2 separate regions of the Mus musculus genome follow, and region 1 is linked to region 2. A link is a contact called in public Hi-C data. All regions are on one chromosome and are shown on one strand. The core of a region is the stretch at or near the end of the contact, and the rest is flanking DNA. Distances in the headings are between cores, read along the strand shown. Region 1 overlaps Ttc39a (tetratricopeptide repeat domain 39A). Region 2 holds the start of Eps15 (epidermal growth factor receptor pathway substrate 15).

Region 1 (3,959 bases), core at 1,081-3,580, 150 kb after region 2:
TCGTGCTCGGTAGGAGGCCCAGTGTGCAAGAGGGCGGGCTCCCGGGTGAGAGGCTGCACACCCTGCTCAGGCACGCAGGACTGGGGCCGAGCCAGGTCTGCAGCCTGCATCTGGCTTACTGAACAGCAATTTCCTCTCTCTGTGGGTTCCATCTGTGAAATGGGGGCGATTGCGCCACCTTGTGGAAAGTATGAAGATGCTGTCCCTCCTGGGTGCAGACTGAAAAGTGGCCTCCAGATTATTGAGCCTGTGATGTGACCCGGCAGTATCCACATTAGCTTGTTTAAGCCTCCTATCACTCTAGAGATAGGAGGAATCATTGTACCATCCCACAAGGGAAAGGCAGAGGCCCCAAGAAGGCTTTGGCAGGTTGTTAGAGGGAGCGCAGGCCCCAGCAACGGTTACCCGAGCAATGTACCTCCCTGCCACCTCCAGGTACTGGGAATGTCAACATCGAGGAGGCAGAGAAGCTGCTGAAGCCCTACCTGAACCGATACCCCAAGGTGAGACCAGTCCCTGCTGGGCACTCCCACCCCACCAGTACCCAGTGGACCCACCCGGATCCTCACGAGTATCATTGCAGGGCGCCATCTTCCTGTTCTTTGCTGGGCGGATTGAAGCTATCAAAGGAAATATTGATGCTGTGAGTGATGTGGGGCTTTCTTGGGGTATCCCAGCCCAGCAAGACGTTAGATACATAGAGGCCATACTCGGGGATAGGGTGAGCCCAGGAAGGGGCAGGGGTAGGAGAAGCATTCTGTCAGAGGTGGTCTGGGAGGAGAGAGGTGCCTTTTGATAGGAAGATATAGGATTCTGACATTCCTGATCAGGAAAAGCTGCTGTCCCCCCGGGGCATGGGTGACTAGGCTGGATTCGGTGAATAGGGTAGGGGTGGGAGTGAGGAAGGAGGAGAAAGGGCCATGGAAAGGGATTGGGCAATGTTTTTCAACCTGTGGGTCATGACCCTTTTGGGGCCAAATGACCCTTTCACGGGAGTCACCTAAGACCATCAGAAGAAAACTTTAGATATTTACAGTTCACAACAGTAACAAAATTACAGTTATGAAGTAGCAATGAAAATAATTGTATGGTTGGGAATCACTACAACACGAGGAACTGTATTAAAAGGTCACAGCATTAGTAAGGGTGAGAACCACTGAGCTAGAGACAGGGAAGGTCACAGCCATGGCAAAGCTCAGAGAACTATGCCAATATAGAAGGCTACATTCCAGAGTCCTGGAAATCTCCAGCGAGCCCTCGCAGGATAAATCCCTGGCTGTGAGTAACCATGGAAACTACTGGACTCTTTGGTGTTCTTTCTGAGGTCCAGACATTATTGTATTAGTATATTAACACCTTCTGGGACTGGATGGATGGCCCAGTTGGTAAGCTGCTTGGCACAAAAGGATAAGACCTGAGTTTAGTCCCCAGCACCCATGTGAAAAAGCCAGACATGGTGGCATGAGGTTTGTTGACCAGCCAGCCTAGCCTAATCGGGGAACCCCAGGTCTCAGCGAGAAACCCTGTCTCAAGATAAAGATGGATAGCTCCTGAGGAAAGGTGCTTGGGGTTGGCTCCACCCACATCCATGCCCACGTGCACACAGGGATGGGAGAATTACAGCCTCAACAGCTTGTACCTTCTGTCCCCTCCCCCAGTGTGCTCTGCTCGGAGCTCTCACTCAGGGACCAGATCTCTAGAATCCATACGAGGGGGCAAGCATCATGGATCGTCAATGAGGCTTAGTGTCGCGCCAGTACAGGAAGCCAGATTCCCTGGCTTCCAGACGCCCGTGCCTTGGGGGAGGCCATCCCTGCTGTGGGCTGTGGGGCCAGGTGGGGCCTCCCTGAGCTGGCCTGTGCTTGTCCCAGGCTGTCCTATGGGGGCCCGCTGGGCCTCCCTAAGCTGGCCTCTGCTTGTCCCAGGCTGTCCTATGGGGGCCCACTGGGCCTCCCTAAGCTGGCCTGTGCTTGTCCCAGGCTGTCCTATGGGGGTCCGGTGGGCCTCCCTGAGCTGACCTCTGCTTGTCCCAGGCTGTCCGGCGGTTTGAGGAGTGCTGCGAGGCCCAGCAGCACTGGAAGCAGTTTCACCACATGTGCTACTGGGAGCTGATGTGGTGCTTTACCTACAAGGGCCAGTGGAAAATGGCCTACTTCTACGCCGACCTGCTGAGCAAGGAGAACTCCTGGTCCAAGGTAAGCTGACACTGTGGGTCAGGGGTCGCCCCGATAAGCCATGGAGCCTCGGAGCTAAGGGCCAAACCCCTGACTGAACACAGATTTGTCCCCTGGCATCTAAACAGAACCAAATGTTTGAACAGGACTCAGGGTTGGGAGGAGGGAAAAGCTGTGACCAGCAGAGAAACTGGACTTGGTGCTGGGGATTGATCCAGGGCCCTGTCTATCCACGCTAAGCATCCCCTGCTTCCCGAGTTACACCCCTCCAACTCCGAAGTGTCAGCGTATCTACCTATCACATGTCTAGCAAGTGCTGTCTAATCACACTGGCTACTGTGGCAGGGGTGTCTTTCTTCTGTGCTACCCCAGTGTGGCAGCCACCAGCCACATGGACACATCACCAACACATTGTTTACACTTTATGTGTTTTAAATCAAAGGGCTCCAAGTAGGCCTAAGAAGGTAAAACCTTTGAAGGGGAGCCAGGGAGGGTGAAAGCCCAGAGCAAGAAATGCACGGGCTCAGGGCTCGGGTACTCCCGAGAGGCTCTGTGTCCACTGGGTAAGGGCTGTGGTATGAAAGTGAGGCCGGATGCCAGAAGCCACTTGCTGGAAGCTGACAGGTACTGTGTGCCTGGCACAGCCTGGGTTTCCTACTGCAGTGAGGTAAACATTTGTGGAATGAGAGGGCAAACAGCTGACACCAGGGAGAAGGCCTTGGATCAGAAGTGACTGTGGTCTACCCGATGTCCCTGGATGACTTGACTGTAAATGAGTCACTGCATACTCCAGCCTGACTCCTGGTTGTCAGTGAGTGGAAGAGGTCTGTCAGGGTGGGGGCAGGGAGGCCGTAAGAGAAAGTCTTCACAGGCAAAAGCCCAGAGGGTCTATGGAGGGATGGGGAAGAGATGCCATCAGACGATCCTGTGTTTGGGGCAGGTCATGGAAAGCCTGACAGGTCCTTCGAGCTTTATTATAGCGGGGGCAGAAAGGACCTTGAATTCTTGTGCTTGCTGGGCACTCTCGGTGGCAGGCCTAGGCCAGGATACAGAGAGAACAAAGAGAAGACACTGAAGGCACAGAGCCATGAAGAACAGAAGATATACCATGTTTGATGACTTTCAGTGAAAAAACTCCCCAGTCAGGGACAACATGGGGTACAGTCAAGAGGTAGGCCATATATGTCTTGAAGGACTGCTGTGGGCTACAGGTGGAGCCCCACTCCCACCCCACCCCCATCTGGATCAAGGCAATGGCTGGGATTAAAAGCTTGTGCCACCATGTCCAGCTGTCATGTCCCACATTCTCCTGTGGCTTACTGATTTCCTTCTGTCCCTATCCCCTTGTCCCGTCATGTGACTCATGGACTATGTGTTCCCCTTGCCTATATGAGACCATGTATTAACTATCTCCCATAGTTAATATGAAAAATGAGCTACTATTCAATAACTCATTTTTTGTGTGTGCTAGAACATATATTTGGCACATGAATCTGTGAAGGAGGCCAGACACTGGCTTCCAGATGTCATTCTCTCTTGCTCTCTATCTTATTTTTTGAAGTGATATCTCTTCATGGAATATGAACCTTGTCATTTCAGCTATGTGGGCTTGCCAGTGAACCCTAGGGACTTCCTGTATTTGCCCTGCTTCAACTCTGCCCCACTTGCCAGTCCCAAACTGGGGTTACAGACACCTGCAAGGAAGCCTAGCTTTATGCATGTGCTGACGAACTCAGGTTCTCACACGTATGCAGTGAGCATTTTATACACTGAGCCATTACCCAT
Region 2 (4,206 bases), core at 568-3,067:
AAACCTCAGTTGAGATAAAGCCTCCATAAGACCTCACTGTAGGGCATTTTCTTAACTAGTAGTTGGTAGGAGAAGGCCCAAGCCTGGGTTCTATAAGAAAGCAAACTGAGTAAGTCAGTAAGCAGCACCCCACCATGGCCTCTGCTTCAGACCCTGCCTCCAGGCTCCTGCCCTGTTTGAATTCCTTTCCTCACTGCTTTTGATGATGACCAGACTGTGAGGGAAATAAATTCTTTACTCTTCGGGTTGTCTTTGGTCATGGTGTTTCATCACGGCAGTAGTCACCCTAAATAAGAACCTTTGCAGATGACAATTTCAGGTAAGCGGTTCCTTATTCTAACTAAGTGTGGCAAAATGAAAAAGAGTAAGGTGTATAATGTTGAATACAGGCAGGACAAAGGCCTTCATTTAAGCATATACTATAATGTTATGGTGTTAAAATACATATATATTAAAAAATCTCTGCCACTGGTGAGCTGAGGGGGGTGGTTAGACTTATGTAAACAGGTCATTAGGAGGTTGTTGCCCTCTTCTAGTAAAGTCAACAAAAGAGTATGAACACTAGTTTGGAGAGACAATACTCTGTCAAGAGGTGGCATTTATGACAAAAAGGAATTTGAGAGGAACCGGGCACTGGTGGCACATTCCTTTAATCTCAGCACTTGGGAGGCTGAGGCAGGCAGATTTCTGAGTTCAAGGCCAGCCTGGTCTACAGAGTGAGTTCCAGGACAGCCAGAGCTATACAGAGAAACCCTGTCTCAAAAAACCAAAACCAAAACCAACCAACCAACCAGACAAAAAAAAAAAAAAGAATTTGAGATGGGACTTTATGCACTCACTGTACCTCTGAACTCCACTGTGGCCCTACACCTGCTTTTTTTTTTTTTTTTTTTTTTTTTTTTTAAATTAAACAGTCTAGGCAGGACAGGGAGCAGGCAAGGCAAGCAGTTCCTTCTTGCTCCCAAGATTTTTACTTTAGAAGGATTTACATGCCTTCTTAATGTGATAGCAGGTAGAAAGATTTGTAATCCAGCTTTCTAGTTAGTTTTTAAACTTCGGGTAAGAGAGTTGTTTTGTTTTGTTTTGTTTTTTCTTTTCGGGGAGGCCCTTTTCTTTTTATTTCAGTCAGGGCCTTACTATGTGTCCTTGAACTCACTATGTAGAGCAGGCTGGCATGGAACTCTCAGAGATTAAAGGTATGTGCCACCATGCCTGGCTGGCTTTCACCATCCTCATTTGTATAACTTCTTTCTGTTTCAAATCCCCTATTCACACAATTTTTTAAAAAAGTATTTAGGCCTGGAGTAGTGGTACATCTCCTTAATCCCAGCACTCTGGAGGCAGAGGGAAGTGGATCTCTGTGAGTTTGAGGCCAGCCTGATCTATACAGTGAGCTTCGGGATAGCCATGGCTACACAGAGAGAGACCTTGTTTTAAACAAACAGCAAACAAACAAAAGCATTTAGTGCAGAATCACACACAATCAGAATTATTTAATGTTATTACTACTAAACCGCTCCTGTCATTACTTAGTACCATTACTTTTTTAGTTCCCACAACCCACCTGGACATGGTTCTAATTTCTCCCCGCACTTTACAGAAAACAGCAGCCCAGGAAGAAGGATGGTGGGTGACCTGCCTAAACTCAGGTCTCTGTGGCGCCGCCTCCGCTGACCGTCCACCCCAGAGCCCTATCCGCACCGGGTTTTCCAGGGAGGCCGGGGTCAGGGCCTGGTTCCGCGGCTCAGACTCCCGCTCCGGGCTTTGCGCGCCGCCACGGCCTGTGAGGCCGGCGGGGCGGGGCGGGGCGGGGCGGCGTGAGGAGGGAAGTTGTCGAAGTTCGGGGAGACGCCCGGCCGCCGGCCTCGCCTACGGCCTGTCCCTCCGCCTCCTTCCCGCCCCGGGCCCCCGTCCGTCCGTCCTTCCTTCCCCTCCCGTGCATGATGGAAACACCATGGCTGCGGCAGCCCAGCTCTCCCTGACACAGGTAACGCCGCCCGCCGGTCGGCCCGGCTCGACCCGCCGGGGTTCCCCGGCCCTCCCTCCCCCCCTCCACCGCTCTGGGGCGCTGGCGCGGCGGCTGCCCTCGGGCCGCACGGTGGGAGCGCGTGTGAGGAGTGCGGGCGCCATCCCGAGTCGGAGCGGGAGCGGCGAGCCGGGGCCGCCGCACCCCCGCCCCGGGTCGCCGGGCTCTCGGCTCCGCCCCGCGCGGCTCCCACCCGGCCGCCGCCCCCGCCGCGGGTCTCCGCGCCGCTCTCCTCCAGGTCCCGTCGGCGCTCACCTTCTCGGCAAGTTTCTCCTCCGGGCCTGACGGCCGCCAGGTGAGCTCCGGTGGGGCTCACGCTAGACAGCGGCCGCGGGCGATGCGAGGCTCGACTTCGGCGGGGCAGGGTTCCCTCAGCTTCGCTCTGCTCCGGTCCGCGGGAGCGACGACTGCCGAGTTCCCCTCAGTTCCCTCAAGTCAGCCTGGCTTCCAGAAGTCGCATCCTGTCCGGGCACTTGACCCACTCACTTCTGCTCAGATCCCCTTGCAGACTTTCCCACCCGCGAGGGCGCCGTCTCTGATCGTCGTCCGAGGGGTCATGGTGCCAGCCTTCTGCAGGTGGGGCGCCTCTTTCCTCCCTGGTGCCCGGAACCACCGGGGAGATAACTTTGTCCTGGGACGATCTCGACCAAAAGCTGTTCTCGGAGTCTGTTCTCGGAGTCTCGCCTCTTTATCATCATCATCATTATTAAAATGTTCTCTTCCTTCAGAGCCCCATCCTCGAGGGATACATCTAAACATCACTCACTTAGGAGAACCTGAGTTCTCCGTTTCTGTAAAACCAAGCGTAGTCATCTCAAGACACCCAGGAGGGATGAGGTACCAAACACCTGCCAGTCCCTTTCATCTTCACTGCCCAGAAGTTTGCCTTCTCCATAGCTGGGGGCTGTGTACTCCCTGGTATAAGCCCACCTCAGCCTATCAGCCTGCCCTGTGATAGCTCCCTGCCATCTTGTCTCCTTGGCCTAGATTTGCCTGTACTTATAAGGTAGGGCATGTGTTTGGGTAATAGATTATTTCTATGTTATGATAAAGAGGTTTTGAGGTGTTTCTTTCCAAGAACTTGGAGATAAAAAAGTATTTTCCCCAGGAGCCAGGGTGGAAATTTTATTTACTTATTTATTTTGAGACAGGGTCTCAAATAGATCAAGCTGGCTTTGAACTCACTATGTAATCAAGAATATCAAGAATGACCTTGATTTTGGATCCTTCTTCCTCCATCTCCCAAGTGGACTGTACCACTATATTAGTTTATTCATCGCCAGGGATCAGACTCAGGACTTCATGCTGGCTAGACAGGCCCTGTACCGACTGAGCCATATCCCCAGCAAAAGTGATTCTATATATACTGTATGTGTGTGTGTGTGTGTATTATAGTGCGCACACACACACACACACACACACACACACACAGAGGCATCCCACAGGTAAGACAGCCTTTAGGAATAACCTCATAAACTTTACATTTCCAAATTTATTTCCTGTGGGTCATTGTGTTTTGACTTGCATCTAACAGGGAAGAACTTTTAAGATGGCCCAGTCTTGTCATGAATCTGTTTAGAAGGGTCCTTCTGAAACTCACATTTGAGGAATGGAAACATTGACTTTTGGGTGTTGGCTTTCTGAGTCTAGATAGTGACCTGCCTTAAACATGATCTCTGTTGGCAGGCACTTGTATTCTGACTCTGTTGGCTAATTCTGGTAGTTTCCCCCGACCCCCCTATTAAAGATTTTGTTCCCTTGAAGACTTCTGTAGAATTGCTTCTTGGTTGTGTGCCTACTTTATTTTCTTCTTGGATTGTACTGTGTTTTTAGTTTCTGTTTAGGATCACTTATCTCTGGAAATTTGCTTCAGGCTCTCAGTTTTGTAGTCATTTTCATAATTTGCATATGTTCTTGTGGTTGTATAGTTAGGTGTTAAAATGTATCCAGAGTAAATGCTGAATCACTAAGGGGAAATTATTCTTTAGTATTTCATGTTTGAACTTAAATTGATAATTCAAATAAGTCAATTTAAAATATTTAGATATTAAAATACTAAGATATAGTGAGATATTATAAAGGCACAGGGGAAAAAGTTTTTAAAATATTTACTAATGTATCTTTTTCCTTCAAACTTAGCAGATTTATAGTTCTTAGATATAATTACTTATTTGTGTATG

The links. A called contact is a pair of places that touch in the nucleus more often than the background predicts.
Region 1: a Hi-C map of embryonic fibroblasts shows a contact between it and region 2, with 2.2 times the contacts expected there. The contact joins the enhancer-like site here to the promoter of Eps15 in region 2. A contact is called at or near these places in 15 of 39 promoter capture datasets (the 3T3-L1 cell line, 3T3-L1-derived adipocytes, the C10 cell line and 11 more), 2 of 15 datasets of contacts at CTCF or cohesin (large pre-B cells and pro-B cells), 9 of 484 Hi-C or Micro-C datasets (B cells, the Ba/F3 cell line, CD8 T cells and 6 more), 3 of 115 datasets of contacts at active chromatin or transcription factors (bone marrow-derived macrophages, embryonic stem cells and fetal liver) and 2 of 9 other capture datasets (adipose tissue and liver).

What each region holds. Positions count from the first base shown.
Region 1 is chr4:109,430,956-109,434,914 of GRCm38.p6, forward strand. Ttc39a (tetratricopeptide repeat domain 39A) reads left to right here. Exons shown (of 18, transcript NM_153392.2): 9 at 1-9; 10 at 436-503; 11 at 584-643; 12 at 2,034-2,195. Among named protein-coding and RNA genes, the nearest start is that of Ttc39a, 26 kb to the left of the region's middle. Within about 2 kb of position 2,331, at least 73 of the 459 cell types and tissues checked have an H3K27ac peak or open chromatin away from gene starts, as enhancers often do. A contact at or near this core is called in embryonic fibroblasts, liver, rod photoreceptor and 1 more, where this site is marked.
Region 2 is chr4:109,278,458-109,282,663 of GRCm38.p6, forward strand. Eps15 (epidermal growth factor receptor pathway substrate 15) reads left to right here and starts at 1,818. Exons shown (of 25, transcript NM_007943.3): 1 at 1,818-1,987. The coding sequence starts at 1,955. It overlaps Gm40225 (a long non-coding RNA gene), which reads right to left and starts at 1,866. Exons shown (of 3, transcript XR_868003.2): 1 at 1,565-1,866.